7 separate regions of the Mus musculus genome follow, and all the other regions are linked to region 2. Evidence: chromatin contacts called from public HiChIP or PLAC-seq and promoter capture Hi-C data. All regions are on one chromosome and are shown on one strand. Each heading gives the region's core, a stretch centred on a gene start, on an enhancer-like site or on the middle of the called end of the contact. The rest is flanking DNA. Distances are from core to core; before and after follow the strand shown.

Region 1 (4,128 bases), core at 765-3,264, 870 kb before region 2:
GTCTACCAAGCCGGAATCGTTATTTTGGTCTATCGTTAGCAAGCATAAACATTGGTTCACATCCTCCAGGAAAAGTGAAGTTATCAAGGAGTCAGAAGAGGCCCCTAGTTATCAGACACACAGACTGAGTCACACCCTGACTAGCTCTCAGCTGACAGACCTTGGCCTCTCCTGACCTCAGCTCCTCTCTAGGAAGTATTTACAAGGTTTTAGCTGTCTCCCTCCCTGAGCTGATCCCACTTGTAAAAGCTCTGTATGGGCGGGGTTAGAGGGGAGTGGTGGGATGCGGATGTAAAGAGGTCTGAATGTGTAACACAGAATCATCTATCTCTAGAAGCCCATGAGAAGGGTAGGCTCCAGTGCCTATTTGGCATCCACCTATTCTGAGCCTTAGACTCTTGCAGGCTCAAGGAAGAGGAGCGTCACTGTGTCTTCTCAAGTGCAGGCAGAAATGGAACTACTACTCCCCACCCCAAGAATCGGACCTGTGGGTCACACACTGGGTCCTGTTAGTTCTTGGGAACTTTGCTGGCTCTGCTCCTGGTCCCCACATGAGCATGAGACGCCTCTATTCCTACCCTCAAACCCTCTGCCATGGTCGGATTCTACACTATTTACATCCTGCTCTTTCTCTCTCCCCACCAATCTAGAAGCTGTGGTGCCTGGTGGGGGGCTTCATCTGTTTGCTTCAGTGTTGTGTTCAGATCTCCACGGCACCAAGTAAGGGCACTCCTTTTTCACAGGCAATAAAACAGAAGCCCAGACAGACAGACAGACAGACAGACAGACAGGAAGTCTGAGCTGCTCAGCAACAGTGCAGATGTCTGTTCTCCAGCTCAGTTCCTACAACAGGGGCACTGAAGAGCACAGGCCCACACCCAGGGGCCTCCAGTCTCAGGCTCCTCTTGTCTCTACTCCACCCTCTAAGAGAACTGCAGAATCAGATCCCAGTCCTTGATGTGACACTAGCTCCAGGAAAGGCTCCTAGGACAGGAACAGGGGCAAGGGACAACCTATTAGTCATTAATGATAGCCAACAGCGATTAGGTCTAATAGCAACAGCATCCAGAAGCCTGAGGCAGGGGAATCTCTATGAGTCTGAGGTTAGCCTGGTCTGAAAGTATGTATATAAAATAATACTTTCAGTGTACCAAATCTCATTGTCATTTTCCAATACTTCCTCTCTCTCTCTCTCTCTCTCTCTCTCTCTCTCTCTTTTCTTTTTTCTTTTGGTTTCTTCGAGACAGGGTTTCTCTGTGTAGCCCTGACTGTCCTGGAACTCACTTTGTAAACCAGGCTGGCCTCGAACTCAGAAATCTGCCTGCTTCTGCCTTCCAATTGCTGGGATTAAAGGCATGCATCACCATGCTCGGCATTCTTTCTTTCTTGGTTTGTTTGTTTGTTTGTTTGTTTTGGACAGAACATCAAGCCTTGGTTAGCCTAGTATTGCTTAGACCAAACTGGCCTCACCTCTGGTGTGCTGGGATTAAAAGCACATGCCACTAGGTCCTGCCTTCACTAAGATTTTCTTCCAAGTGAAGGCAAGGTCAACGGATCAGTGGCAGAGCACAAGTACTCCAGTGTGGCCCACCAGGCTCTGGCTGTTCTTACACAGATGCACATGTGCCGAGAGGCAGATGCCACGCAGCTGGCATATCCAGTCTTGTGCGCTAATCCTGCGTGCCTTTCGACCTTACTTCCACATCTCTGGATTCGGATCATTAAGTGACTAATCTATAAGGTTGCCACGAGATAATATATTCAGAATTCCTGGCCCCAGAACAAAGTTACGTTGTCAATAAATGTTAGTTATTGATATAGTGATTATTCTTTTGAGTGTTCCGACGCCCAGGAAGGAGGGCTGCAGCACGGTAGTATCTTTGCGTTGCCTGAAGTGAGGACACACCACAGGGATTGTTTGGACGACACCCAGCCCAGAGTTCAGCGGACCAAAGCTTTTGAGACTGTCTCACGCTCCGCCCCTCTAGACTTTTAACAGAAGCACCCGAAGCCGGCGCAGGCGCAGACAGCACAGACTGGTCCAGGCCTCCCGCAGCTGGTTCCGAGGTGCTAGCCCCTCCGTGTTTGCGCATGGAGGGGCGCGTGAGCTCCGTGGGCTCGCCCCACAGTTTCCTCAACGCTCCCGTGCTTTTCCGCGGCCCCGTGGAGCCCCTAGTCTTCCTGGCCAACTTTGCCCTGGTTCTGCAGGGACCGCTCACCACACAGTACCTTTGGCACCGGTTCAGCACGGAGCTCGGCTACAATGGCACCCGCCACCGGGAGAACTGTGGGAACCAAAGCGCGGATCCCCTCATGAAGGTAGCAGGGACCAGAGCAGCTGTGAATACGGAGCGCGGCACGGGGCGGGGCCTGTGGAAGACGGGGTCCCCGAGGGGACGGGACACACGTGGCGTGGTGGGCGGGTCAGACCAAAGGGGGCCTGCCCTGGCTGGCTGCCTTGTGCTGGAGGTGTACCTAGAGAAAGCCTGGCTTGGAAAGTTATCTAGTGTAGCGACGGAGGGAATGCTTCTCCAGGGCCTGTTTTTACAAGTTGAAGGAACATTCCAAGAGGCTTAGGGCTCTAAAGCAAGGCTATAGCTCCCAGGATGGTGATGGTAGCTAACCAAAGTGAGGTCCTGCGCACTAGTGATTGTGTCTTTACAGGAAGTGGAGACCCTGACATCTCACTGGACCCTCTACATGAACGTGGGAGGCTTCCTGGTGGGACTCTTCTGGTCCACCCTGCTGGGAGCCTGGAGTGACCGCGTGGGTCGCCGCCCATTGCTGGTGCTGGCCTCTCTTGGTCTGCTGCTCCAGGCCGTGGTGTCCATCTTTGTGGTGCAGCTAGAACTGCACGTCGGGTTCTTCGTGCTTGGCCGAGCTCTTTGTGCCCTTCTGGGAGACTTCAACGGCCTCCTTGCTGCTAGCTTTGCCTCTGTGGCAGATGTTAGCTCTAACCACAGTCGCACCTTCCGGATGGCTCTGCTGGAAGCATGCATTGGTGTGGCCGGGACCCTGGCAAGCCTTCTCGGGGGTCACTGGCTCCGGGCCCAGGGTTATGCCAACCCCTTCTGGCTGGCTTTGGCCCTGCTGATTGTCATGGCTCTATACGCAGCATTTTGTTTTGGTGAGACGGTGAAGGAGCCAAAGTCCACCAGGCTTTTCACGCTCCGCCATCATCGATCCATTGCCCGGCTATATGTGGTTCCAGCCCCAGAAAAGTCCAGGATGCATCTAGCCCTGTACTCTTTGGCCATATTCGTGGTGGTTACTGTGCATTTTGGGGCTCAAGATATCCTGACACTCTATGAGCTGAGCGCACCCCTCTGCTGGGACTCCAAGCTGATTGGCTATGGCTCAGCAGCCCAGCACCTACCCTACCTCACCAGCCTGCTGGGCCTAAGGCTTCTGCAATTCTGCCTGGCTGACACCTGGGTGGCTGAGATTGGCCTGGCTTTCAACATCCTGGGAATGGTGGTCTTTGCGTTTGCTACCATTACACCCCTCATGTTCACAGGTAAAGTGAAAATGGGGCCGTTCACTCATTGCCCCCCAAATGTGGTTCAAGCCTGTGGCTTTGGATCCAGAGTTATATTCTCTGCCTGTGTTCTAAGAGGATAGACACCCGAGAAACCACAGAAAAATACCATCTCTGATATACAGAAAATACAGAGCTTTAGTGGCCAAAGTAATTAATGTACATTATAGCTCATAAGCTAATTGCTTCACCCCTTGGCCTCCCAAAGTCCATGCCATTAATGTCTTGATCTTTGGCTCTCGGATAAGAACCACGAGTTAATGAGAATGTTCTGCCTTCTTTTGGGCTTGTTAAAAAAGCTAAAATTCCTGCTGCCCCGGCTTCCCTCCCTCTTCCTTCCCTACCCCTTCCCCTTGTTGCTGCCCCGCTTCTGACTCTCCTGAGAAGAGAGGAAGCTGGCAAGAGAATGAAAAAGTTAACTCCCTAAAAAAGATATGTGTATTCTGCTAGAGTCCGGAACTGCACTGTGTGCAGAGTCAGCTGTTTGATGATAGCAACTGCGTTAACTCAGCTAACTCGGTAGTGACACCAAAGGGACCGGGGACCATTTGCCAAGGCCACAGAACCTCAGAAGTGCTAAGATGAAAGAT
Region 2 (4,013 bases), core at 578-3,077:
GGCCCTTTAATCTTCTCTCATTTCTCTTCAGCACTCCCATCACCGCTGACGTCATCTAAAGAAACCAGTATCCATGTTGCAGCTTTCAAGAAGGGATCGTAGAAACAGCCAATCTCTGTCCTTTTGTTTCAGTGGAATGAAACATTAACTTAATTTGCATCTTGGAAGATCACTAACCTACCTAGACTTGAGACTTCTTTTACAGCTATACCACTTTGTCCGTGGGCTACTAGCTCTGTGGATTTTCTGTGGTGAAATGAAAATTGTGGTTTTGTTTCATCTTATCACCCAGTTGGTATCTTCCTATGTGGCTAATGGTTGATGGCTGCAGGCTGTTGTCTGAGTGCGCGTCCACACTTTTGTTTTTGAGACAAGGCCACACTATGGAGCAGTGGTTGACTCAGGAGGATTTGCTTGCCTCTAATGAAAGCGAGCATCTCCACATCCTGCTTCTAAACACATTTTAACACTGACTTAATTCAAGTGCATTGAAGAAAACTCATTTCAAAGTCCAGTGTCAGAGCGCCTTTCCCTCCCCATCCGATGAGTAGAGAGCTTCACCCTGTAGCTCTGCTTGGCCTGGAAATCCCCAAGTAGAACAGGCTAGCCCCGAGCAAACTATCTTTTGGGTTTATCCTCTTTTGTAAGTGTGCACAGCCAATTCCACACAAGTCCTTCAAACTCTGGTTCTGGGCATTGGGAAGGCCCTTGTTTCTGGAGAGCCATCCTTCTCGATTTGTTCTTAGAGTCAAACCATTTTGGTACTTATCAGCCCTTGGGCATGTATCCTGGAACCTCCAGTGCTCTGTTCATCAGATAGGTCAGGCTACTGAGTCCTACTGGAAAGGTTTGTTCGAAAGGCTGAAATGCATAAATGTTAGGCCTTTTAAAGGTCTTTACAGTATGGTGAACTAGTCTTCAATCTGAATTATCATCCGTGCAAAAAGTTTTATTAACTTGGTTGTCCGTCAGTTTAGTTGAGGAATTTCGGATTGGGGAATTCTAGTCTCCAACTTGGATCACCACTGGGCCTTGCTTTGGAATTTAAGCGACATTAAAAAGAAAAAAATCACGGAATCTCTCTTGGCCTTCTTTTTACCCGTTTTCAGCAGCCTTCAGAAGCCCCATCGACTGCGTGGCGGTGTGTGCCTTACATTTTTAAGTGAAGAAAGCGGAGAGAGACTGACTCCAGCCTCCGGGACAGATCAGCGACAGAGATCAGCGGTCGGAGAGAAAGCCTAGCCTCAGGACACCCTAACTTCTAACCCCGGGAGCGATCCAAGCCCGGAGGCCAGCGGGGGAAGGGCTGTTCGAGGCGGCGGTGGCAATGACAGCCTACGCACCGGAGTCGGCTCAGATTCTCTGGCCAGAGCCCCGCGCCAGTTTAGGTGGGGAGACCCGCGGCAGCGAGGGACGCGCGCCTCCGGGCCCGGAGGAGTTAGGTGACGTCACCTCCAGGAGGACTCGCTTTTTCATTAATGAAACCGGCCGGCCGCGGGCGCATGCGCAGCAGGCCCCTTCCCTCTCGCTTCCCCCTCCCCTTTCCCAGCCGCGCTCTCAATCTCAAGCTCGCTCGCTCTCCCTCTCCCCGAGCCGTGGAAAGGATCCCACTTCCGGTGGGGTGTCATGGCGGCGTCTCGGACTGTGATGGCTGAGGGGAGACGGCGCTAGTGGGGAGAGCCACCCACAGGCGCCCTCCCCTCCCCGGGCTCCCCTCCCCACCCCTCCCCCAGTCTCCTCGCCAACGCCCCCTTCCCCTGTCCCCCTCCCGGCGGGCCGCGCGGGCCCCCGTCCCCACCCCCGTGGGAACGCTAGCTGCCCGCACTCCTCAGCCGCTCGGCTCGCCGCTGCCCTCACCTCCGCGCCGGCCGCCCGCCCGCCCTCAGGCGGGCCCCGGACGCCGGCCCTCCACCGCCCCCGGGTCGCCGGGAGGACATGGCCGCACACAGGCCGGTGGAATGGGTCCAGGCCGTGGTCAGCCGCTTCGACGAGCAGGTAACGGGCCGCGGCGGGCAGGAGGTGGGAGCGGGTGGGGGTGGGGACGCGGTGGGTGAGGGGAGGAAGGAGCGGCTGCCTCTCGGGCTGCCGGGGGCTCCGCAGACCGAGGAAGGGCTGGGGTGGGGGGGCGACGCTAGGGGACTGCCCGGGGATTCGGCTGTGAGCCGGGGCTCTCCTTCCCTCCTAAACCGGGGGGGTGGGGCCTTGCCCGTGACCAGCCCTCCATCCCCTTTATCCCAGCCCTTCCGCTTGCTCTTGGTGCGGGGATGAGTGACCTGGGGGCGCTTTCAGGGCCACTCCATCTGGATTTAATGGTTCTCTCTTAACTCTCCCCTTTTAGAAGGAGGTAGATAGGGGTTCCCTCTTCCCTTAACCCCCTCCCCCCCATCCTCGTAACTGGGGATAACCGAAGGAACCCCCAGTCTGTGTATGCATCCCCAGTAGGAGCAAGATAATATCCTGCCCCACCCCCATTTTCTGTAGCTGCCCCTTGGGGGCAGGAGTAGGGAAAGCACAGGTTTTCTTACTTTTCTGCTCGGGGCGTCAGCTTGCCTGGATGATGTTCACACCAGCATCCTTGATAGCCGGATGACACAAGGTTGCCTTTTGCGTTTGCAGGGGAAACCGTAGTTCTGAAATGACTCCCCTCCCCCTTCCTTGCTTGATGATCACACCCCCCTCTCCAGTCCCTGCTTGCCAGCAGCCCCAGAATGAATCTTGGCTTTCCTAAGTGAGACTCCAAGAGTAAGGGGAGAAGGGTGAAAGCAAAGGGAAAATCTAGCTACAGACTAGACAGCAGAGACAGACAGCTAGGATGTGGTCCTAGGGCCAATAATTGTGACCATGGTTTGTTGTTGTTTGACTTGTTTTTGACTCTTTGAACCCTCATTGAGACTACTTGGGATGGAGGGAAAAGTTTTGTAGTTTAGGAAGGTTGCTTTTTATTCGCTGAGTTTTCCACACATAAAATTCTAAGGCTGATGAGTAGACAACCCACACATAGCCTTTTGTCCATGAGAACTAGTTTAATTTGATGCTATCTACAGATAGCTGGGGCTGGTTTAAAGGATGGTTGCTTTTTGTTGCAGTTCTGCCAGGGGGTGTCCTCTAATGAGAGAATTGTTTAGAATTGAACCAATCTCTTTTGTTTATTGGGTTTAATCACAAAACTGATTATGGGAGCTGACAGGTAGGGGAAGGGTTTCTTCTTTAATTTGACCAGCAGACATTTTTTTATAGGACTCAATCTTTTGACCTATCCGACAGAGGAAGTCTACCCAGAGGACACTGGGAAACCTACACAGAGCTGAATGTGGTGGTTATATGACTTTTGTCCCAGCACACAGGAGGTCAGAGGCAGGTAGATCTCTGTGTGTTGGAGGCCAGCCTGGTCTACAGACTACATGCCAGGATGTCAAGGTTACTAAGGGAGATTCTGTCTCAACACCCCCCCCCCAAAAAAAACAAACCTACATAGATAAAATTTTGTAGCTATCAGAGACTTCATTCATTTGGTTTCCAGACCAAAAGGCATCAAAACAAACTGTTGTTGTAACCCGCCTGAAGAAGTAAATATTACTGTGTAAATTGGTCCAGTTATAGAGCATTAGATTTCAGTAGAACATTAAGTAGAATGTTAGATTCTAAACTTGATAGAAAAGAATTGCTGTGTAGAACTTAAAAAAAAAAGGGATTTAAGGGGCTAAAGAGGTGGGTTTAGCAGTTAAAAGCACTTGTTGCTCGGGCAGAGGACCTGGGTTTGATTTCCAGCATTCACACAGTGTTCACAGTGTAGTTCACAATTGTCTGTAACTCCAGTCCCAAGGGATCTAATGCTCTTTTCTGAATTGTGGCACCAGGCAAGCATGTGGTGCACATAAATGCAAACAAAACACTCATACACATAAAATTAAATACATTTAAAAACAGATTTAAAATGTGCCTAGACCAGTGGCTCTCAGCCTGTGGGTCGAGACCCTTTTGGGATTGACAGACCCTTTTACAGGTGCCACCTA
Region 3 (4,257 bases), core at 643-3,142, 1.0 Mb before region 2:
TTTTGTTTTTTAAACTAACTTCCACACACCTCTGTGGACTCTAGGAAACTTCAGAGGGTACTAAAAGGCCAGGCCCTTCTCCCTGCCCCACGTCTAGGACATACTGCTAACCCCATCCCTCACCCTCCTAGGTATATAGGGCTGTGGCTGCCGTCCAGAAGGCAGCAAAGGCCTTAGCCCTTGGGCACCTGTCGTCCGCCTTTGCTGCCAGCCAGGAAGCCGTGACCTCCTCCGAGCGCGCCTTTTTTGACCCCTCCCTCCTCCACCTCTTGTATTTCCCCGACGACCAGAAGTTTGCTATCTACATTCCCCTCTTCCTGCCCATGGCTGTGCCCATCCTCCTGTCCCTGGTTAAGATCTTTCAGGAAACTCGCAAGTCCTGGAAAAAGCCTGAGAAGATAGACTGATCCGGGCAGCATGTCAGAGGGAGCCCTCCTCTCTAGCCACGCTGGGAGGGTGTTGGGCCAAGAGACCAAGGCAAGGTCTGCTGGTGATGACATGTCTTCACTCTCGCCCGTGGGCTCTCTACGGATGGCACTCCACGATGGGCTCCCTTCCCCTCCTAGTCCACTGGCTTGCTCCTCCATGCCTACAAGCCTCAGAAGGTACCCTTCCTGATCTCCATATCTGGCTCGAACTTGAAAGCCTTTGTGTGCCTACCTCTGGACAGGGGTACTTTGTCCTTGCAGCCTGTCAGCACAGCATACAAACGCACTGAGAGGTGAATTTAGGGGAGTACTTGAGTTGAATTGTAGCCCTGTCCTCTCCACTTCTGAGACCACCTCCCTCCTTCCTCAGCTTCTTGACTGGCGTCACCCACTGGGGACAGCCTGGTCTAGGAGGCAGTGGCTTAGGATCTTCTACCTTGTGGCTAAGGTTCCCCTCTACCCTTTCAGAGAGGTAGTGTGGAACAGGAGAAAACATTTCTGACTTGGAACCCAACAGGCCTGAATCAGACTCCGGCTTCTGCACTTAACAGACTAGAGAGCATCAGCTAAGCCGCTCCTCGCTCCTCACCTGAGCCTCAGGTTTCCATTGGTGGGAAAGCACTGATGATGTCACCCTCAGAAAGGGGCTGGATTAAATGTGATAAGCCTGTAAAAGTGTTCTGTATATTGGGCTCTTTAAAAACATACATTAGACTGTTATTAAACGTTGGTTGAATATGAGTTGATATGGATGACCATAACTCGTTCTTGTGTGAGAAGCAGACTGACCTGTTCTAGCTCACCATGTGTTCTTCCTGCCTCCCGTCCTGAGCATCCTGGGGACGGCTCGACACCTGGGCTGTGCTGCCTGCATGTTGTAGGGTGCCTGCGGATTGTAGGGTGCCTGAAGCAGCTTTTAGCAGGAGTTCTAGTGGGGAGTAGCTTGAGCCAGTGACAGCCCTGGGATAGCAACTCAATTCAACAAAGGAAAATACTGGGTGGGTACTGGCTGCAAGGAGCTGTGTGGTAGTGCTAGGGTGTTACGAGGAACAGTGTATAGAGCATCTCTGCTTTCATAGAGCTGACCTTTGAGGAGGAAGGGTCAGGGAACAAGCAAGAATTTCACTTAATGTATTACAAAAAAAAAAGGGCTGGTTAGCTGGAAATTGAGAAGAAGTACTTTAGAACTGGGTGGGTTGAGACCTGGGCTGAAGTCAGGACAAAGGTATCAGGGAAAGACCTTGAGGTTGGAACCCAGGAGAGAAAGAGGAGAGGTATTCGGTAACTACATTGTCAAAAAGAATCTACATTGTCAAAAAGTTCACAAGGACCCCCAGGATTCTGGCTCCCCCGCTGGAGACGCCAGGCGGTGGGCGGGGTATGTGTGACCCGCCTCCCGTGGGCGTGACCAAGGCGGGACGGCACCTGGGGCCCGGCCGGGGGTGGGGCGGCGGACGCTCCCCCTTCCCCTGGCTCCAGCCGGCGCAAGCAGCGGCGGCGGTGGCAGCGGGCGAGGATCTGCGGCCCCGCGAGGCCATGAAGGTGAAGAAAGGCGGCGGCGGGACCGGGTCGGGGGCGGAGCCCGTTCCAGGGGCCTCGAACCGGAGCGCGGAGCCCACGCGGGAGCCTGGGGCGGAAGCTGAGTCCGGGTCCGAGTCGGAGCCGGAGCCAGGCCCGGGGCCCAGGCTGGGGCCGCTGCAGGGCAAGCAGCCCATCGGGCCGGAGGATGTGCTGGGGCTGCAGCGGATCACGGGTGGTGAGCACCGGCGAGGGAGCGCCACCCGCGGGCTGGAGGGAGAGCGCGGGAGGGGGCCCACGAGGCTCAGAGTCCAGCCCCCACCCCTCCCCCACGCAGTGCCCCTCCTCTGTATCCCCTTACTCTCTCTCTCTTTGCCTCCAAGCCTGAAATCTCTGTGCTCTTTCCCTTGGTCTCTTGATGCGCCCCCTCCTCTCCTTGAAGTGGCTTCTTTTCACCCCACTCCTTCTTTTTCAAGGGGCCCACCCCTTTTCCCATGGTGGAGGTGGGGCAGCAGCTGCATCTGTAACCCTTTCCCCAGTGGAGTCTTCGGAACCCTTTGAGGGTGCTCGCACAGAGGAGTGTGCCTCATTGCAGGCTGTCTTCAGTGGCCACATCAGGCTAGGTGGAGGCAAGGAAAACCTTCAGGCTCCCTGACCGACCGTTATAGCCCTCACTCTGCTTCCCCGAGGAAGGCTGAGGCCATACTCTGCCCAGGAACATTGCTGATACGGGTGCTTCCGTCTGTTGGCTGTGGGCCCTGTGATGGAAGCAAGTGCGTGACCCCCCTCCCCCCAAGTCAGGACTTGTTCTTTTTCCAGGGCTCTCTCATCAAGGGAAGGCTAGTCTCCACTGAAACTGAGTTTCTGAGCTGTGCTACCTGGATTAGAGTCCCAGAGTTTGCCCGGAAATTGGCTGTGTGACCTTGGGGATGTAATTTCATTTGCAGGAGCATGTTTGCTTTTTTTTTTTTTTTTTTTTTTTTTTCCCATCTGTAAAATGGGAACAAGAACAATGTTACCTCCCTCAAGGTTATTGTGAAAAATAAAGCCAGTCTTCTGATTTTGGACAATGTTTGGCATGCTGTGCACGCTGTCAACAGGGTTCCTTTATCAACAGTGTTGGAAGCTACATAGGACTGTTCAGAGTGGCTGCCTGCAGGCAGATAAGTGATCGTTCAGGGCCAAGGCAGGCACCGCTACAGACAGTGCACAAGGACTAGAGAGTCTTCTGGCAAAAGGTTGGCTGAGCCTTGAGGAATGGAAGGTATTTGGAGAGACAGTGGCGGGTTGCCTTGGAATGGGTAGGTCACCAGCAACCTGCTCCGGCTCCACTTGTGAGCTTAGACTTCCCTTCTCTGGGATGGACACGGGTGCTAGTGTGGAAATAAACCCGCTAGCCTCAGGAGCAGCAGAGCCCAGGGCTCCCAGACAGCTGTGGAGGGGACCAGGATGACAGGCCTGAGCTTGTGCATCTGGGTCCCCAGGGGCCTCCCTCCTCCTTCCAGGGCTAGACAGCGGCATTCTTGGCTAGACTTCCCCAGCACTTGCTTCCTTGGCCAGGCAGCCCTCAGTGGAGGGAGGGGCCTTGACCAGGCTGATGTGGAAGCCCGTGGGCTGCTGCCTTTTGCAACAGGAGACCTTACAGCTTAGCTTGGCCCTGTGCGTTGGAGGGCAGGTTCACTGGCCTCTGGCCTGGATAACTGGAGGCTTATTTTGCAATGGAGGAAGCTTCCAGGTGAAGTCACAGCATGTGTCTCCCAGTCTGGAGGAAATGGCATAGCATGTGGAGGATGAGTTAAGACAAGTGCCTCTTTAAGAGCCCTTTTCTGTGCAGGATTTGAAAACAGGGTTCCAGGCCTCTCCACCTTGCCTGCATCTTGTGACCCTAATCACACAGGGCTGAGGTTTGCTGTTTCTGGATTACCAGGCCTTGAATCCAGATTAGGAAGCTATTTCTGTCCACAAGGACGAGAGCAGGTGGGTTCTGAGCCACTCTGCTCATTACTCTGGCCTGACCTTGGGTCCTAGGCCTCGTCTTTTTCTTGGCTGAGGAGAGGAAGTGGCTGCCTTCCTAGGCAGCCCCTGATCCTCGCTCCTTGTAAGGGCAGAGAGGCCCACAAGTTGAGTTTGCAGTGTAAGAGACTGAGTGCAGAGTGTGAGAAATCCTTCCCAGTGAGAGGAGAGGGTTCCAGGCTGGGCCTGCTGTAAGAAAGGAGGCTTTTCCTGGGAGTTGGGCAACTAGGCCTCTGCTTCCAGTTCTGCCCCCCCTTCTCCCTCTGCCCTGCAGCATCTTTCTATAGCTTTATCTCAG
Region 4 (4,275 bases), core at 1,439-3,938, 800 kb before region 2:
TGCCTTTAATCTCAGTATTGGAAGTTCCAGGCTACATAGAAAGACCCTACCTCAAACAAAAACAGACCAGAAGCCACACTATAAACGATGGGACAAAGAGGCAGACAGTTATAGAGGTGATCGACGTCACTGAGAATATAGGAATGATATGAGAATTATCAGGCTGAGGCTTGAGACCAATTGAAGATCACATTTCAGTTAAGATCTGAAAAGTATAGTCTAGACAGCAAGAGCAAAGCTCCTATCTGAACAAGTTTTAGAGGCTGAAGAGATGCTCTTCCAGAGGTCCTGAGTTCAATTCCCAGCAACCACATGGTGGCTCACAACCATCTGTAATTCGACACCTCTTCTGGTGTCTGAAGACAGTGACAATGTACTCATATAAATGAAATAAATCTTTTTAAAAAGTAAAAAAAAAAAAAAAACTGCCTTTAAAAAGTATATTCCTGGGGGCTGGTGAGATGGTTCAGTGGGTAAGAGCACCCGACTGCTCTTCCGAAGGTCTGGAGTTCAAATCCCAGCAACCACATGGTGGCTCACAACCATCCATAATGAGATCTGACTCCCTCTTCTGGAGTGTCTGAAGACAGCTACAGTGTACTTACATATAATAAATAAATTAAAAATAAAAATAAATTAAAAATAAAAGAGATTATAACTTCAAAAAAAAAAGTGTATTCCTCTTGCAGTAGACCCAGATACAGTTAGACCCAGATAGCACCCAAATCAAAAGGCTTACAATACTCTGTATCCTGTTCCAGGAGATCTGACACCCTCTTATGGGTGCTGCTGCATGCACACACATGGTACACATATATACACTCAGGCACACACACGTACAAACAAAAATGTTAAAAAGTGAAACAAGTTTTATGGGGCTAGAGAGATGGCTCAGCAGTTAGACGTACTGGATGCTCTTCTAGGACCTAGGTTCAATTCCTAGCATTCATATAGTGGCTCACAACCATCTATAACTCCAGTCGTAGGAGTTCTGATGCCCTCTTCTGGTCACTGTGGGCTCCAGGCACACATGTGGTACACAGACACACATGCAGGCAAAATCAGCACACACATAAATTGTCTAAAAGGAACACATTTTGGGGACAGTAGTGACATGGCGGCGGGTATATAGGAAGAAGAGGGAGGATGGTCTGGCAGGAAGCCAGAGAAGACAAGTGCTACATGAGAAGGAAGAGCTGGGGTTTATGGGAATTGCAACAGACTTTGGGGTCGGGGAAGGCTTTTAGCAGGGGAGTGATGTGATCCAAGGACAACTTGATGCTGTGTGGGATGCAAAAGTACATGAAAGGAAATGGGAAAATCAGAGGAAGGACTGGTCCAGGCAAGTGATGATAAAGGCTTACACCACAGAAGCAATGCTGTAAACAGAAACAACAACAACAACAACGCCCCAAAGTGGAACCAACCTCTTTAATACCGGAACACTCAGTCGTTTCCTGTTATTCCTCATGTTTTACAGGTAAAACCCACAACACTGGTCCTCAAACAAGAATTAAGTATATACATCAGCTTGCTAAACTAAAACTGACCCTGAAGAGATTTCAGTATGTCCTTGGAATGGTCGGGAGTGGGGGGCTTTCAGGAAGGTCTATATTGGTGCTATATTAAGTAGCATATCCTTTTGATGGCTTAATTGCTTTCAGTGATGGAACATGGAGGAAACGAGCTCCGGGAGTCTGACAGTAACACTACAATGCTAGACTGGTGAGCGACTGACCGCCTTACCTCAAAGCGGGAAAAAAATCAACTCCTCAACAAGTTTTAGCAAGTTCCTCACATACTTTGTGTGCAGTCCCATTTCCCCAGAATCAAGGAAGCACATAAACACGTTCTGCCAAATCAAAGAAACCCAAGTGACTAGGCTTGCCAACTGAGGAAGTCAAATCCGGAGCTAATCTATTCTTTTCCTCCTAAGAGCTACTTTGAGTCCTAGATGACGTCAGACCAGATTCCACCCAGACCAATTAGGTCCAAGAGTCCAATGGCAGGTGACGCCCTAGAAAGAAATTTCTGAGAGGATGAAGTTTCCACTGATAGTTTCAGGGCTCTTTCCTCAGGACTTCGCCTGTGGATAGAGGGGTAATCCTGGGGCTGGGGAACATACACGTGTCTCTATGGGAACCTAATGCGAAGCCAAGCAGAACAAAGCGCAAACGATCACGGTAGTTCAAAGACTTGGGGTTCTAAAGGAAGGACACGAGGTACGGCGAGGTGGGAAGGCTGATTTTGGCAAGAAAGGTCAGAAATCGTGGAAGCGGCTCTTATGTTTCACCCAAAGGCTCTCCAGTGGAAATGGAGAAACATCCCATGTCTCTCGTTGCAGTGTAGGCTGCTCTCCCGCCACACCCCTCCTCTTCTGAAAAACTGAGATCCGTGGTGCCTCCCATCCCCAGAAAAGACCTGAACTTCATCCCCGCGCGCCATCCCGTGCCTTTTGCCCAGGACTCAGCAGAGCCTGTCCTTCCCCTCTGCACCCGCACCTCTGGCTCTCACCGTCCGCGGGGACGCCTCTCCGAGTCTCAGTCAAGTAGCAAGCGGACTCGGTGCCACCTCTGGCCTGCGGCTGCCTGCAATCTCGGCTGTGAGCTCACATCCTGCGCCCGCCGACTCCGGAGTTACAGCCCAACCCTACAGATCGGGAAAGAGACTACAAGACCCGGCATGCACAGCGCGCGAGCTAGCAGTGGGTCGAAAACTTGACGTTTGACTTCCTTCTACTTCCGGGTTCGGGAACAAATCTACTTCCCGTGTCGTAGTCCCCGCCCCCTGAGCAAAGGCTTCTGGGCCTAGTGGGCAGTTATCGCGTGTTGCATCTATTTCCCAGCAAGCACCGCAGGGTGGGCGGATGCTGGTGCTTCTGGACTCGGGGGTGACGTGTGGCTCCTAGATCTTGTCTCCGTGGCAGCAGCCGGTTGCAGTTGCCGGAGAGAAGCTTCTACCGACAGTCGTCAGGGCCGCAGAGCGCTGCCGAGGCGGCTCGTCAGGTAGGTCGGGGACGTGGAGGACTTGGGACGGGAGGAGGCCGACGTGACCCAGCGCCGAGGATTGGCTGGACCGGGTGGAAAGCGGCGGTTTCCCTACCTCGGAGTTTTTAGGGATCGGGTTTACACTCAGCTCAGCCTGGCTCCCTCGATGTCACCGGTGAACCGAGGTTCGGACATTGCAGGAGTATAATTTAGTAAAGACAGCCGCGCCATTTGCCCAGTTCTTCCTGTGTCTACGCCTTCTCCAAACTCCACAGCTACAACTATTTGTTGTGCCTGCGGACCTGGGAGAGCCAGGGAGCGTAGAGCCAGGCACAGCCTTCATGCTTAGGAAACTCAATCCCACGTTCCTGGAGCATATTTGTGGTGGGAGTTAGGGGTGGGCTGGGGATCTGATAGCCCGCTATGTACCATATCTATCTTACCCATCTCTTTAAACTGTCCTTTCCAGCCATACTCTCGGTCCAATCCAGATCCATGGCAATCGTGTTTGGCTCCTTTCTTCACTTTTCTCCAAAGTGCTGCATTAAGCATTACTAAATTCTGTCAATTCAGACATCATCTGATCTCTGAACTCCCGTTCGGCTTCAAATCTTTTCTTCTGTTACAGCCTTCTGTTTCCACATGAATTCATTCATTCTGCAAACATTATCAGAGTGCCACTTACCTGCAGGCAGCCTGCTTAGAGATGCTTGGCTCACAGTGAGAAATTTGGAAAGGACGCCTCTATTCTGCTCTTCCCTGTTCCCTCTGTTTGGCCAAGGCAGTGAGTGATCTTTCCAACTCTGATCAATAAGCACTGCCGAAATCCACTGCTAGCGGTTATCATTATAAAAAATAATCCAAGTTCAGCTGGGTGTGGTGGCGCATGCCTTTAATCCCAGCACTTGGGAGGCAGAGGCAGGTGGATTTCTGAGTTCGAGGCCAGCCTGGTCTACAAAAGTGAGTTCCAGGACAGCCAGGGCTACACAGAGAAACCCTGTCTCGACAAACAAAACAAAACCCAAGTTCATTTACTCATCCAGCTATAGCCGGTTGCCAGCCTTGCTCCCTCTTGCTGTTTTGATCCCAGGACCCTTTGTGTCAAAATCTTCCAGCCTTAGGACGCCCCCATATGCTTTTCCCTATGCCCACAATGTCCCTCTCCCTTCTCTTAGAAGATTTTCTGGACGTGTTTAGGTCCCAGATTGTTTTTTCTGAAGGCTTTTGTTGACCTCTCTGCCTACTTGAGTTATGTCCTCCTGTAGAATCCTGACAGAGCACTGAGCGC
Region 5 (3,901 bases), core at 330-2,829, 650 kb after region 2:
GTTCTTCAGAAACATAAGGGGGAAAAAAACCCACCATATACCTATTTTGCAGTAAGAAATATTCTTAAATACAGACTAGTATAATGAGAGCATTCTAAAGTTTCTTCTTAATATAAAACATAACGTGGGGTTGGACTTACAGCTCTGCAGTTGAGAGCACTGGCTGCTCTCTCAGAGATCTCTATTTGATTCTTAGCACCCACCCTAGGCCTCACAACCACCTGTGACTCCATTTCCAGGAGAGGCAACATCCTCTTTTGGCTGTAAGGACCGCAGCATACGACCTTGGTGTAGACTTAGGCACAGGGTTCCTCTGTATAGCCCTTGCTGTCCTGGAACTCACTTTGTAGACCAGGCTCGCATCAGAAATCTGCCTGCCTCTGCCTCCCAAGTGCTGGGATTAAAGGTGTGTGCCACCACCACCGAGCATAAAAACATTTTTAGAAAGTTAAAATATAAGCAATATAAGCTGGTTATTTTGTCTAACTTGAAATCCAAGTTATTCAGAGTAAGCCAATTTGTACCAACAGACTTAGGTCGGGTCTGTTTATCTTTTTTTTTTTTTTTTTTTTTTGGTTTTTCGAGACAGGGTTTCTCTGTGTAGCCCTGGCTGTCCTGGAACTCACTTTGTAGACCAGGCTGGCCTTGAACTCAGAAATCCGCCTGCCTCTGCCTCTGGAGTGCTGGGATTAAAGGCGTGCGCCACCGCCCAGTTTATCTATCTTTTTAAACAAGACACTCAAAACACAGCGTTCCTCACAAGCTTTTGGCAGTACAATAAATAAAACTTCAAGAAATGTCTTTACTTCGAATCACCTATTTGTCTCAGAGAAAATGAAGTATCTACTTTGCTCGCATCGTGTTGAGAAGCCACAACCCAATTCCACAGAATCCCAAAACCTCACATCACTTAACAAAACAAAACCAAGTCTCCTTAATTTCTGAGAAACGGCCGCCACAAAATAGGTCGCTCCCTTTCGTAGGCGAGCCCTTCACGTCCGACAACCCAGTGGCTGCGCTAGGGGATTTCGGCCATGGGTGGCTTGGGGCACGTGGCGGCCAGGGGATCCGATCTCCTCCTGCCTCAGTGGAGATGAGACTGAGCACACAGCACCCCCGGGGCAGGTCACTTCCTGAGACCACACAGTCTCGGGATCCGCGGTGGACCTCCGCTCCTTTCAAAGGCCCCTTCGCCTTCAGTTTCTCAGTCACCCGCCTCTCTCTCCAGGGGACCTCTGCCCCCCTGGGGGCGGCGACTGACGAAGCTCTCAAGGCGAGAAACGGCTCCCAAAGCCGCTCGCGAGTCCCCCTCTGCCCACAATGCACCGGGACGAGCAGGAAGGCCGCTCCGACCCCTCATTTTCCCGCGAATTCAGTTCAAAGAGGCGTCCGGGCCCGCGGTCGGCAGCGCGCACGGGCCAACCAAGCCGCGCCTCCGCGAGAAGCGCCTCCGCGTGACTGACGGGGGACTCTGCGGACCAACGGGCTGGGCGGCCCGGCGGCGCGCGCTCCCGCCGGCCAATCAGAGCGCCGGGCGGGGAAAGTGGGCGGAGCGAGGCCAGGGTAGGGTGAGCGGCCTCCGAAGCGGAGCGGGGCTCGGAGGAGACACTTTTTTTTTTTCCTCCCTCCTTCCCTCCTCTCCTCCTCCCTTCCCTTCCCCTCTCCTCCCCTCTCTCCTCCTTCCCCCCTCGGTCCGCTGGAGCCTGCTGGGGCGAGCGGTTGGTGTAGCAGGCGCGCTCACTCTCCGGGGCCGCCCGGCGGGTAGCTGGCGGGGGGAGGAGGCAGGAACCGCGATGGCGCCTCAGAAGCACGGCGGTGGGGGAGGGGGCGGCTCGGGGCCCAGCGCGGGGTCCGGGGGAGGCGGCTTCGGGGGTTCGGCGGCGGCGGTGGCGGCGGCGGCTTCGGGCGGCAAATCCGGCGGCGGGGGCTGTGGAGGCGGCGGCAGTTACTCGGCCTCCTCCTCCTCGGCGGCGGCCGCGGCGGCGGCGGCGGGGGCCGCGGTGTTGCCGGTGAAGAAGCCGAAAATGGAGCACGTCCAGGCTGACCACGAGCTTTTCCTCCAGGCCTTTGAGAGTGAGTGTGAGCGGCTTCGAGGGCAGGGGTGCCCCTCTCCGGCGTTCGGGGCACGGGGCACTCCGCCGGGTTCTCGGAGAGTCCACTTGCTTTGGGAGTGGAGGGAGGACTCGCTGGGGAACGCCGGGGTCCCGAGCAGGTCCCTGACTCCCGGAAGGGTCGCCCCGGGGCCCCCAGGTTCAGAGCAGCCTTGGAGGTGGGGACGTGACGGTTGAACTGAGCGCATATAGATCCCGAGACGAGTTGGTGTTTTCGTTTGTGTCTTCCTTACTCCACAAGTACAGGGATTATAGTTGTAGGTTTCGGGGGGACGAGACACAGCCTGTCCGGAGATGAGTGTTGTAAAGCCGAGGAAATTGTCATGGGTCTGAAATGCGTTCGTACCCACTCTGGCTGCGTGTGAGTGAACACGCAGCATTTGAAACCTTTTAAGCTTTTCAAACCTTTCCGCCCATTTTATGGGTGCGTAGACTGAGAGAGACAGAATGGGGCAAGCGTCCTCTCCGTGGACAACCTTGGAGTTGTTTCTTAATTCCAGAACATTTTTTTTTTAAATCCCGGTTTTTCGTTTTAAAAGATGCGTGGAGGGCGAAACTGACTTTTTTGGAAAGGGGATCACACAGTGCCTGGAAACAAACAATAGAATTTATAAACATTATGACTATAAATAAAATTGTTACTAAGTGGGCATTATATCCTGATGGTTTTGCACCTCTTTTGTGTAGATAGTGGAATTTAGCAATCTTCTAGCTGGGTATTTTACGGCAACTTGAATGAAGTCAGCTTTGCCGTTGAATCTCTTTATTTACACTATATCCGTGGCATATGTTATGGGCTTTGGTATCAGCTGTGCTTGGAAAGACGTTTTACATTGTTTTAATACTCTTCCTTCATTTTCATTGATTCTTCGTGAAATTCTTATTGGAATTTAATACAAATCATTTCGATTTTTGAATATTGAAACAGATAATTGGTCATGCTTCAGAGATCGTTATTCTTTTGCTTAATATACTTTTACAAAAATCTGAAAAGCTTTTAAATATAATCAGAACTGAAGGACAGTAATGAGAATAAATACACTTGTTTGTACCTCTTCTAAGACATCTCATCTCCTTTTACTTTAACTTGAAACTAAAACTAAATTGAAGATTAATTGGAAATTTAAAACTTTCTAAATGTTATGAGAAAACCAATCCTCTAGGAAGGTTTTAACTACTAGCTTTCAATGAAATCCACTTGCAAGAAAACAGTTACCATTAAGAGTTAGATCTTTTTTTTACCCCTAATACTTAATTCAGTTTCTAGACATTAAGTTCTTAATGTAATTATTAATATAGGTATTTGTAATTACATTACCATGTCTTAAAGAAATGTGATTCTGGTAGTTATCTAATATTACTGGAATGGGGGAGTTGTAGGAAGATATATTTCAACTATTTAACCTAAGCCCTTTATAATAATTTAAATTTTAAGCATTAAAAATTGTTTTGGGGAAAAATGTTTTTGGAAGCTGTTATGAGTTTAAGATAGAATTTTACAATACTAATTTTTTGATCCTATCTGTATTAGAATGTTTGTTAAGAGTTTAGTTTTGACTAGTTACTACAAGTTTTTTAATGGCCAACTAAAGTGAAATTTTCATCTTGCTTGGCGTAAATGTGTGTGTGGAGTAGAGCTAAGTCAAGGTACTTAATTTATTGCTCTTTGCTTTGCTCACTGATGGTGGCTACCACAGAAAGGATTAGTGACAGTGTAGAGAAAGACCCTTAGGTTTTACCTTCAGGGAGGAGGAGGGGGCGGGAAAAAGATTTTGTGAGTATATGTCTTG
Region 6 (4,101 bases), core at 990-3,489, 840 kb after region 2:
TAATAATAATAATTCTTTACTTTAAAAGAGAGAGAGAGAGCGAGAGAGATTCTCCAAACTGTAGAGGTTAGTCAAAGGGAAGGGGTAAAGGAAATAATTCAAGCTGAGGAAAGAAAATTCTCAAAGGCCTCAAGCTAGGAGAGGAGAACCGAAATAAATTTGGCTGAAATGTTAGAGCAACAGATGCCCAAGGTACTTGTTAGGTGCTTCTTTGTTTCTTCTTTCAGTGGAATGAAGAGATGTAATCGTTCTCTCTTCAGCAGAGTGAGGTGGTTTTTAAGAGATTCCACATAACACACATGCACACACACACACACACACACACACACACACTTATGTTTTTTAAATGACAGAGCCTCATGTGGTCCAGGAGGCACTGTCTTTCTCCTTTCCTTTCCTTTCCTTTCCTTTCCTTTCCTTTCCTTTCCTTTCCTTTCCTTTCCTTTCCTTTCCCTTCCCTTCCCTTCCCTTCCCTTCCCTTCCCTTCCCTTCCCTTCCCTTCCCTTCCCTTCCCTTCCCTTCCTTTCCTTTCCTTTCCTTTCCTTTCCTTTCCTTTCCTCCTTTCTTTTTCTTTTTCTTTTTCTTTTTCTTTTTTCTTTCTTTCTTTCTTTCTTTCTTTCTTTTTTTTCTTTCTTTCTTTTTTTTGAGTCAGGGTCTCTTAATGTAGCCCTGAGTGTTCTGGAACTCACTCTGTAGATCAGGCTGGCCTCAAACTTAACAGAGATCTGTCTGTCTGCCTCCTGAGTGCTGGGATTACAGATGTGTGCCTTCATGCCTGATGAGGTCCTCTGAATTTACTGATTTTTTTTTAATTCCCCGGTCAGAGAAGCTGCAATACAAATTCTGGATGTGTCTCTCCAGAGTGCAGCTCCCTGGGGAGGTGGATCCTCTCTAGCTTCTAAAGTTCTTTGGACCTGACTGCTGAGGTACCTGCTAGAGCAGTGATTCTCAATGAGTGGGTCATAACACCTTTGGCAAACTCCTATATTCACATGACTATTCATAACAGTTGCAAAATTACAGTTGTGAAGTAGCAAGAAAATTATTTTTTAAAGATTTGTTCATTTATTTTATGTATATGAGTACACTGTAGCTGTCTTCAGACATACCAGATCCCATTACAGATGGTTGTGAGCCACCATGTGGTTGCTGAGTACTGAATTCAGGACCTCTGGAAGAGTAGTTGGTTATTTTTTTTTTAAAGATTTATTTATTTATTATATGTAAGTAAACTGCAGCTATCTTCAGACACACCAGAAGAAGGCATCAGATCCCATTATGGATGGTTGTGAGCCACCCTGTGGTTGCTGGGCATTGAACTCGGGACTTTGGAAGAGCAATCAGTGCTCTTAACTGCTGAGCCATCTCTCCAGCCCTGATTTACTTATTTTTTTTTCTTTTTCCATTTTTTTTTTTTTTTGGTTTTGTTTTGTTTTGTTTTTCGAGACAGGGTTTCTCTGTATAGCCCTGGCTGTCCTGGAACTCACTTTGTAGACCAGGCTGGCCTCGAACTCAGAAATCCGCCTGCCTTAAAGGCGTGCTCCACCACGCCTGGCTTCCAATTTTTTGTTAGGTATTTTCTTCATTTACATTTCAAATGCTATCCCGAAAGTCTCCTATACCCTCCCCCCAGATTTACTTATTTTTAAGAAGAGCAAATAAAGACTGAGGCTGTCTTTTTTTTTTTTTTTTTTTTTTTTAATTAATTATATGTAAGTACACTGTAGCTGTCTTCAGACACACCTGAAGAGGGCATCAGATCTCATTACGGGTGGTTGTGAGCCACCATGTGGTTGCTGGGATTTGAACTTCAGACCTTCGGAAGAGCAGTTGGGTGCTCTTACCCACTGAACCATCTCACCAGCCCCTGAGGCTGTCTTTTAATGTCATTTAATGCATATGAGTACACTGTAGCTGTCTTCGGACACACCAGAAGAGGGCATTAGATCCCATTTTTGTTGCTACTTCATAACTGTAATTTTGATACTCTTATGATTCTAAAATGAGTTCCTGAAGCGGACCTTCTTCATAGCTTAAGTTGTTGGGGTTGCGTGTTTGTGGCTAGGCGAGCAGGACCCAACTACTAGAGAGAGATGATTTTTCCAGGCCAAAATCCAGGCAGGTAGCCAGCAATGTCCGGCGCTTTTAGAGGCTGGGGAGAATTAGCAGCTGGGCGGGTCGAGCTGATGGGAGGGGCGGGGCGAGCTGATGGACAAGGCGAAGTGTTGCCGGGGAAGTTAGTAGGACAAGGCGGAACCTAAGGGTGCTTCCTGGCTGTCGCCTAATTATGGCGGCCGTTTGTTCTGGCAATGCAGTCCCCGTGTGGCTGAGCGAGGACGACCTGAGCTGCATTATCTGCCAAGGGCTACTAGACCAGCCCACCACGCTGCCCTGTGGCCACAGCTTCTGTCTCCGGTGCCTCCATGACCTGTGGGTCTCGAAGCGTGGGGCCGTGGATGGCTGCCCTTGGGCTTGCCCCATATGTCGGAAGGGTCCCTTGACAAAGCCCAAGCTGCACAAGAACCCGCTGCTGCAAGACCTGGTGGACAAGTACCTCCAAGCGGCGCGGGAGGTCGAGGCTGGCTCGGAGCCTGAACCCGCCCCCGCGCCGCGTTCTGCGCCCCAGGTAGGAAGCCTGCACCGGACTTCCAGATCTCTTTTTCTGCCACAAAATTTGCTCAGTCTAATCTGTTTTCTGGAGAACCTTAAAAAGTTTATAGCTGTATAAAGAAATACAAAAGCCCAATGTGGTGGCCCCATGCCTGCAATTCCCCGTTTTGGAGTGGCTTGCCCCACAGGGCCAGAGTTACATAGTAAGATCCCATCACAAACAGTTAAAAATCCAAGTCCCATCCACCCGAGGTGTGGTGCACACTTGTATAGTTTTAGTTTTTCCCAGCCTTCTGTGATGTCTGGAGATTCTTAGTGTGGTAGAATGTATGTGCCACAAAAATTGCCATTTTCCCCCTTAACTCAATTGGCCTATTTGTATATTTATTGAGACAGGGTCTAACTAGACTAGACTAGGATGGCATTGAACCTGGGGTGACTCCCTCGGCTTTCCAAGTCTGGGATTACAGGTGTGGGCCACTTGAACTCAAAACTTTGCCTGCTTCTGCTTTTCAAGAGCTGGGATCAAACACAGGTGCCACGACTGGCCATCTGAACAATTTTTTAGTGTACAGTTCGATGGCATCTCTCTTATTTCCAATACTGTGCTTCTGTCACCGCTGTTGCCAAGGTAATTTCATCAACTTAAAAAAGACCTCTGTACCCACTCACTAAGCAATAACACCTGATTCCTGTCCCTCCAGCCTCTCTGTATCTCATCTCTCATAAGCTTTATGTCTGAGTTTACCTGTTATATTAGGTCAGAAAGCGACGCACTGAGACCACCACTCCCATTCAAAGGCAAGAGTGTTTTTTGTTTGAAGAAAGCAAGAACCCTGCATGCAGGGGCCAGCCACTTATAAAAATGGTGACCCCAGACAAAGGGGCACAAGGCATCCATGGGAAACTAGAGGAATTTTATCAAACATTAGGTAATCTAAAACTTCATTAGTGGGTGCTGGGGAAGTTACATGGGTTGGTTTCTGATTAGCTGCTATGTTAGATTTACTATACTTGGGGAGGCCTTGAGGAAATCCCAGGAGATGACTCAGCTCTGAGCTTCCAGAGCCATTGATTATTAACAGCCCATTGTCTCAATCTGCTTCCCTGGGAAACTGAAACTTTTCTACTTCCAAGGTTTTTATTTCATTTTATTTTTTAGGGGACCTCTCATTATACATGTTTCATGTAAATGGGCCCCTTTGTGTCTAACTACTTTCAGTTTCATATTTTCAGGGCTGCTTGATGTTTCAGCATGTATCAGATCATCATTGCTTTGTGTGGCTGTTTTATCATCTCTGTGGATATGTAAGACCCCCGAAGCTGTGCCTCCCCTCAAGTCCTGGGATGAGCTGGCCAGCACGTCAATGACTTGAGAGAAATCCACACCTGATGCAAACTGCAAGAGGTTTTATTATCAGCTAGCTGAGGATGAACTCCTCAACGCCCTGCAGGGCAGGAGAGTTCGACCCTGAGCAGTAACAGTAGGGG
Region 7 (4,242 bases), core at 1,170-3,669, 740 kb after region 2:
AAAACTTAACTGTTCAAGAGGTAGTGAGTGCAGTTTCCCAGTAAGTCTAAAGCACTGGATTCCATCACCAACACAATGGATAAAGAAATAATAAGTAAATGTAAAATGAAAGAATATAAGTTTAACTTTCCTTTTCAGGGCTGTAGATCGATTAGGCAAGTATCACGGAGCCATAATCATACATCTAGGTTTGGCAAATGAACATCTAACTATCTAGGGTGGGAATCACTCAAAAACTGCACTCAACACACACACAAGACATTAATAAGTACTACACCCAGTGCTTACCTCATTCTTCTAGTGCCAACCCTAATGCCTCTTAATTGCTGAGGGAGCTGAACAACAGCCATGCTCGTGTGTAAGATATATGAACTGGCTGACACATTAGTCATTTATTACAGGGTACTTTAGCCAAGAATGGTGGAAACATGCCTGTTATCCCAGTACTCCAGAGGCTGAGGCTGGAGGATTTCCAGCTGTTGCCAGCCTTGGTTGGCTACATGGTGAGTCCCAGGATAGCCTTGGCTACTTAGCAAGATCTTGTTTGTTTGTTTGTTTTAAAAAAAAAGGAGATGGCTCAGTGGTTAAGGGCACTGATTGCTCTTCCAGAGGTTTTGAGTTCAATTCCCAACAACCACATGGTGGCTCACAACCATCTGTAATGGGATCTGATGCCCTCTTTTGGTGTGTCTGAAGATATCAACAGTGTGCTCATATATAAAAAAATAAATAAATTTAAAAGAAAAAAAAAAACCTGAGTGGTGGAGGCTAGCAAATATTTGAGTTCAAGGCCAGCCTCGTCTACAAAGCAAGTTCCAGGACGGTCAGAGCTACACAGAGAAACCCTGTTTCAAAAAAAATAAATGAATAATTAAAAAATTAAAATTTAAAAATGTTCGAGGGGGTGGTGTGGGAGGTGACTAAGATAAAATACACTGTATGCATACATGAAATTCACAGACTAAGCAGTACTATATAAAAGAGGGTATTTTAAACCTTTTTTTTTTAAATCCTAGATTTTCAACATTTATTTCAAAATAGCAGAAGGAATAATGCAGATTCTTTCCAAAGGAAATCCAGATGTCTGCATTGGAAGACCTTGAAAGTATTCACCAAATCAGGTTTAAATCATAAGTCGTATCTGGATTCTGATCCTAGTTCTAGCTCAACTGTTGATGCCTGGCCTACACCAGCTCTAGAGAGGTTTAAATTATTAGCAATGACAATATTCGAAGATTATCGCAGCACTACTTCACCATTTTCTGCTTCGGCACAGCAGCACTGGAGTTACCAGTGTGACGGTACCCTACAAAACTAGGCCTAGAGAAATTCTAATGAATTTCCATTTCCTCAAAAAGCATTAACTAAAGCACTTAATAGTAATGTGAGGATTATCTATCTTATCTAGCATTAGCAGGGGCTTATATCTTTTTCTGTATACCTTTGAGAGTGGAGAGGAGCCATGTGGCTTTCCGCTATCTCTGTTCGACCTTTCCTTGTGGAGAGATAACTGCAGTACTTGAAAGTGTATTTAGCCTCTTCTATTACCAGTCCTCTCTTAAAATCTGTTTTTCCATTTCCCTTCACCTTTGTATACCCTCCCTGAAACATCTTGTTTTGCTCCTTCTGCCCTTCAACATCCTTCACCTTCAGTTCTAGCCTGTCTAGAGATTACTCTAAAAGGTTGTTCAAGGCGTTCGGGATCTTGTGAGATGTTCAAATAACAACCCCCCCCCCCCCCCGTCCCCATTCATTCGGCATTAAGGTCACTGCTGCTCAACCTCTCCATTTCTCCTTACTTCTTCCCTCTCCCTCTACTTCGTCTCCACCTTTACTGTCCCCAGGTCAGTGCCCTCAGGCTTTCTAAACCGAGTTATCTGTCGCAGGTTTCCCCTGACTATGCCCTCTTCCTCCCAACTCTCTTTTCCGATCTTCACTCTGCGATCCCTCGGGTTTTGCTCCCGTGGTTCATCCTCGGACACCACCCCTACGCTCACCAAGTGCCCCGCGAGGCGGCTCAGGAGCGCTCCCCAAACTCTTTCTCAGTCCGCCAAACTTATCTTTCCCTTGAAGAACTCTGCAGGACCCACCTCCCCATGTCACGTCTCCCACAGGTCTGCGACCCACTTCCTCTGCTGAGCCTCGGGGCGCCCCCGCCGCGCGCGCCCACCCTCCGGCCCGCGCCCTCTAAGGCCCGCAGCGGCCCTCCGACCTGCCTCTGCGCCTCCCGCAGCCCCTGCAGCCGCTGGCCCAGCTCCCGCCGGTAGCTCTGCGCCGCCTCCACGTTCTCGCGGGCTTCCTGAAGCAGCACCTCGGGCTCCGGCTCCATCGCGCCCTTCATCTGGTCGCGCGGCCCGCCGGATTCCCGACTGCGCCTAGCTCCCGCGAGCGACCCCGAGCGGCCTCGCGCAGCGGAAGCGCCGCCCCGCCCTGCCCTGTCCTTCACGCCCCGCCCCCGCTGCCGCTTGATTGACAGACGCCGGGGGGTGGGGGTGGGGGGGACACAGGCACTAATGGCGCCTTGGTCTGAGTGAGTGAAACCTGCTGCGCCGTCTGCTCAGCTCCTCCTCCGGCCTCTTTGCTGCGCCCGCCTGGACACTTCCTCAGGAAACAAGTGGAGGCTAGAGTAGAAACACGTGAACACGTCTCTAAGTGCTTCCCACTTCTTATCTTACTGCACTACTTATCTGCCCTGCACAGTGGAGGAAGTGGAGGGACACAGAGGGGGGATCTACTCTCCTAAACTCAGTGCATGATCTCCAGGGCCGAGGCTACAGCTCTGGGCCTTAAATCGTCGCTGTACTACCTTCCTAGTAAATGCCAGCTGAGGCGGGAATTTTGGGAGGATACTTGACCCAGGCGCCACTACCTAGATACTCTTAGGAGGGAGGTGAAAGAGAGAGAGAGGCCCAAGTGATGACCAGCTGTACAGCAATCTTGGCAGAAGGCCAAGGCGAATGATGGCACGTTTTCTTCGGTAAGGGCCTCCCGATAAATATCTGCTGGCATGTGATAAAGTGTATGTTTCGCTGTATTAAGTAAATGGGTGTGACCATGTATAGTAAAAACAAGAGGAGCCGCTTGCTCCTGTGTTTCAGCCCTAAGAGAGGCCGGGGAAGGAGGGTTGCTTGGAATGGGGAGCAAAAAAGGCAGATTGGACAACAAGGATGTAAAAATAAACCTTTCAATACAGAATTTTAGATATGGCATAATAACTTTCACGTGTCACAACATGGTCTTTGTAATTTTCCCCCCAAACTATTAAAACGGTAAAAAGTGATCTGCTGAAAAGCCACACTAAAACTGGTTGGATTTGAGTCCTTAAATGAGCCATAAGCCCAAGGTGTGTAAATTGTCCTCAGCAGGATCAGACACGGTACAGGATTGTCTCAGGATTATGCAATGGATCTGTATTAGAGGCCAGATCGAAGATGTTCCAGGTCAGACTGTTCTTCCCACATGGGCGAAACATAGGGGCATACCCTCTACTCCCAGCTCTTGGGAAGATCTGGAACTCAGAACAGTTATCTGGTTGTTACGTAGTGAGTCTGGGAGAAACGTGAGTGATATAAAACACTGTCTGGAAAAAAAAAAAAGACACTTTCAAAAGTAGGGAGGGGGAGTTCCAGGCCAGCCTGGTCTATAAATAAATAAATAAATAAATAAAGTGGGGAGGGGAAGGAAGAGAGGAGAAGAAGAAATAAAAGAATACTTGAAAATAAGGAAAACAGCTGGGCAGTGGTGACAAACCCCTTTAGTCCCAGCCAGTGACAGGTAAATCTTTTGAGTTTGAGGCCTAAAGACTGAGTTCCACAATGGCCAGGGCTACACAGAGAAACCGTAATCTTCAAACAAACAAACAAACAAAAAATGAATAAATAAAATAAGAAAGTAAAGAAAATAGAAGGAAGCCCTTTTGAAAGAAAAATGGAGAGAGTGGCCAGAAGAGCTGTTTTTATCCTAAAGATAACATAGCCTAATACTTAGTAAATAGTTGGTATCTGCTAAATGAATTAAGGCATTAACCATGCGAGTAGAAAACAGTAGGACAAAGTAGGAAAGACAAACTTAAGGATAGGAGTAGGAGGAGAGTCTAATAAATATATGGACAAGAGTTGCTGAAAAGATAGAACAGAATACTATATTTGCAGGTAAAGTTTGGAAGGAACTACAGAGATGCCTCAGTGGTTAAGAGCTTTGATTGTTCCTCCTGGGGAGCCAGGTTAGATTCCCAGCACTGAC

What was found. Promoter capture Hi-C pulls out the DNA fragments that hold promoters and counts their contacts. HiChIP or PLAC-seq counts read pairs in DNA pulled down with a chosen protein or histone mark.
Region 1: a contact with region 2 is called in a promoter capture Hi-C map of stem cell-derived epiblast-like cells, with 4 times the contacts expected there. The contact joins the promoter of Slc46a1 here to the promoter of Nf1 in region 2. A contact is called at or near these places in 5 of 39 promoter capture datasets (the C10 cell line, liver, pre-B cells and 1 more), 2 of 115 datasets of contacts at active chromatin or transcription factors (extraembryonic endoderm stem cells and pancreatic cancer cells) and 2 of 9 other capture datasets (adipose tissue and liver).
Region 3: a contact with region 2 is called in a promoter capture Hi-C map of hippocampal neurons, with 3 times the contacts expected there. The contact joins the promoter of Unc119 here to the promoter of Nf1 in region 2. A contact is called at or near these places in 5 of 39 promoter capture datasets (hippocampal neurons, liver, pre-B cells and 1 more).
Region 4: an H3K4me3 HiChIP or PLAC-seq map of embryonic limb bud shows a contact between it and region 2, with 5 times the contacts expected there. The contact joins the promoter of Tnfaip1 here to the promoter of Nf1 in region 2. A contact is called at or near these places in 5 of 39 promoter capture datasets (the C10 cell line, hippocampal neurons, liver and 1 more), 1 of 484 Hi-C or Micro-C datasets (nephron progenitors), 12 of 115 datasets of contacts at active chromatin or transcription factors (astrocytes, bone marrow-derived macrophages, differentiating embryonic stem cells and 8 more) and 1 of 9 other capture datasets (liver).
Region 5: a promoter capture Hi-C map of liver shows a contact between it and region 2, with 4 times the contacts expected there. The contact joins the promoter of Suz12 here to the promoter of Nf1 in region 2. A contact is called at or near these places in 6 of 39 promoter capture datasets (3T3-L1-derived adipocytes, cranial neural crest, hippocampal neurons and 2 more).
Region 6: a contact with region 2 is called in a promoter capture Hi-C map of liver, with 3 times the contacts expected there. The contact joins the promoter of Rnf135 here to the promoter of Nf1 in region 2. A contact is called at or near these places in 4 of 39 promoter capture datasets (hippocampal neurons, liver and stem cell-derived epiblast-like cells).
Region 7: a contact with region 2 is called in a promoter capture Hi-C map of liver, with 3 times the contacts expected there. The contact joins the promoter of Crlf3 here to the promoter of Nf1 in region 2. A contact is called at or near these places in 4 of 39 promoter capture datasets (hippocampal neurons, liver and pre-B cells).

The regions. Positions count from the first base shown.
Region 1 is chr11:78,463,687-78,467,814 of GRCm38.p6, forward strand. Slc46a1 (solute carrier family 46, member 1) reads left to right here and starts at 2,015. Exons shown (of 5, transcript NM_026740.2): 1 at 2,015-2,319; 2 at 2,665-3,517. The coding sequence starts at 2,092.
Region 2 is chr11:79,338,065-79,342,077 of GRCm38.p6, forward strand. It overlaps Nf1 (neurofibromin 1), which reads left to right and starts at 1,828. Exons shown (of 58, transcript NM_010897.2): 1 at 1,828-1,995. The coding sequence starts at 1,936.
Region 3 is chr11:78,341,603-78,345,859 of GRCm38.p6, forward strand. Unc119 (unc-119 lipid binding chaperone) reads left to right here and starts at 1,893. Exons shown (of 5, transcript NM_011676.3): 1 at 1,893-2,184. The coding sequence starts at 1,965. It overlaps Pigs (phosphatidylinositol glycan anchor biosynthesis, class S), which reads left to right. Exons shown (of 12, transcript NM_201406.1): 12 at 132-1,174. The coding sequence ends at 407.
Region 4 is chr11:78,533,572-78,537,846 of GRCm38.p6, forward strand. It overlaps Tnfaip1 (tumor necrosis factor, alpha-induced protein 1 (endothelial)), which reads right to left and starts at 2,689. Exons shown (of 7, transcript NM_001159392.1): 1 at 2,515-2,689. It overlaps Ift20 (intraflagellar transport 20), which reads left to right and starts at 2,790. Exons shown (of 6, transcript NM_018854.5): 1 at 2,790-3,005.
Region 5 is chr11:79,991,527-79,995,427 of GRCm38.p6, forward strand. It overlaps Suz12 (SUZ12 polycomb repressive complex 2 subunit), which reads left to right and starts at 1,580. Exons shown (of 16, transcript NM_199196.2): 1 at 1,580-2,073. The coding sequence starts at 1,794.
Region 6 is chr11:80,181,630-80,185,730 of GRCm38.p6, forward strand. It overlaps Rnf135 (ring finger protein 135), which reads left to right and starts at 2,240. Exons shown (of 5, transcript NM_028019.4): 1 at 2,240-2,626. The coding sequence starts at 2,288.
Region 7 is chr11:80,078,572-80,082,813 of GRCm38.p6, forward strand. It overlaps Crlf3 (cytokine receptor-like factor 3), which reads right to left and starts at 2,420. Exons shown (of 8, transcript NM_018776.2): 1 at 2,213-2,420. The coding sequence starts at 2,341.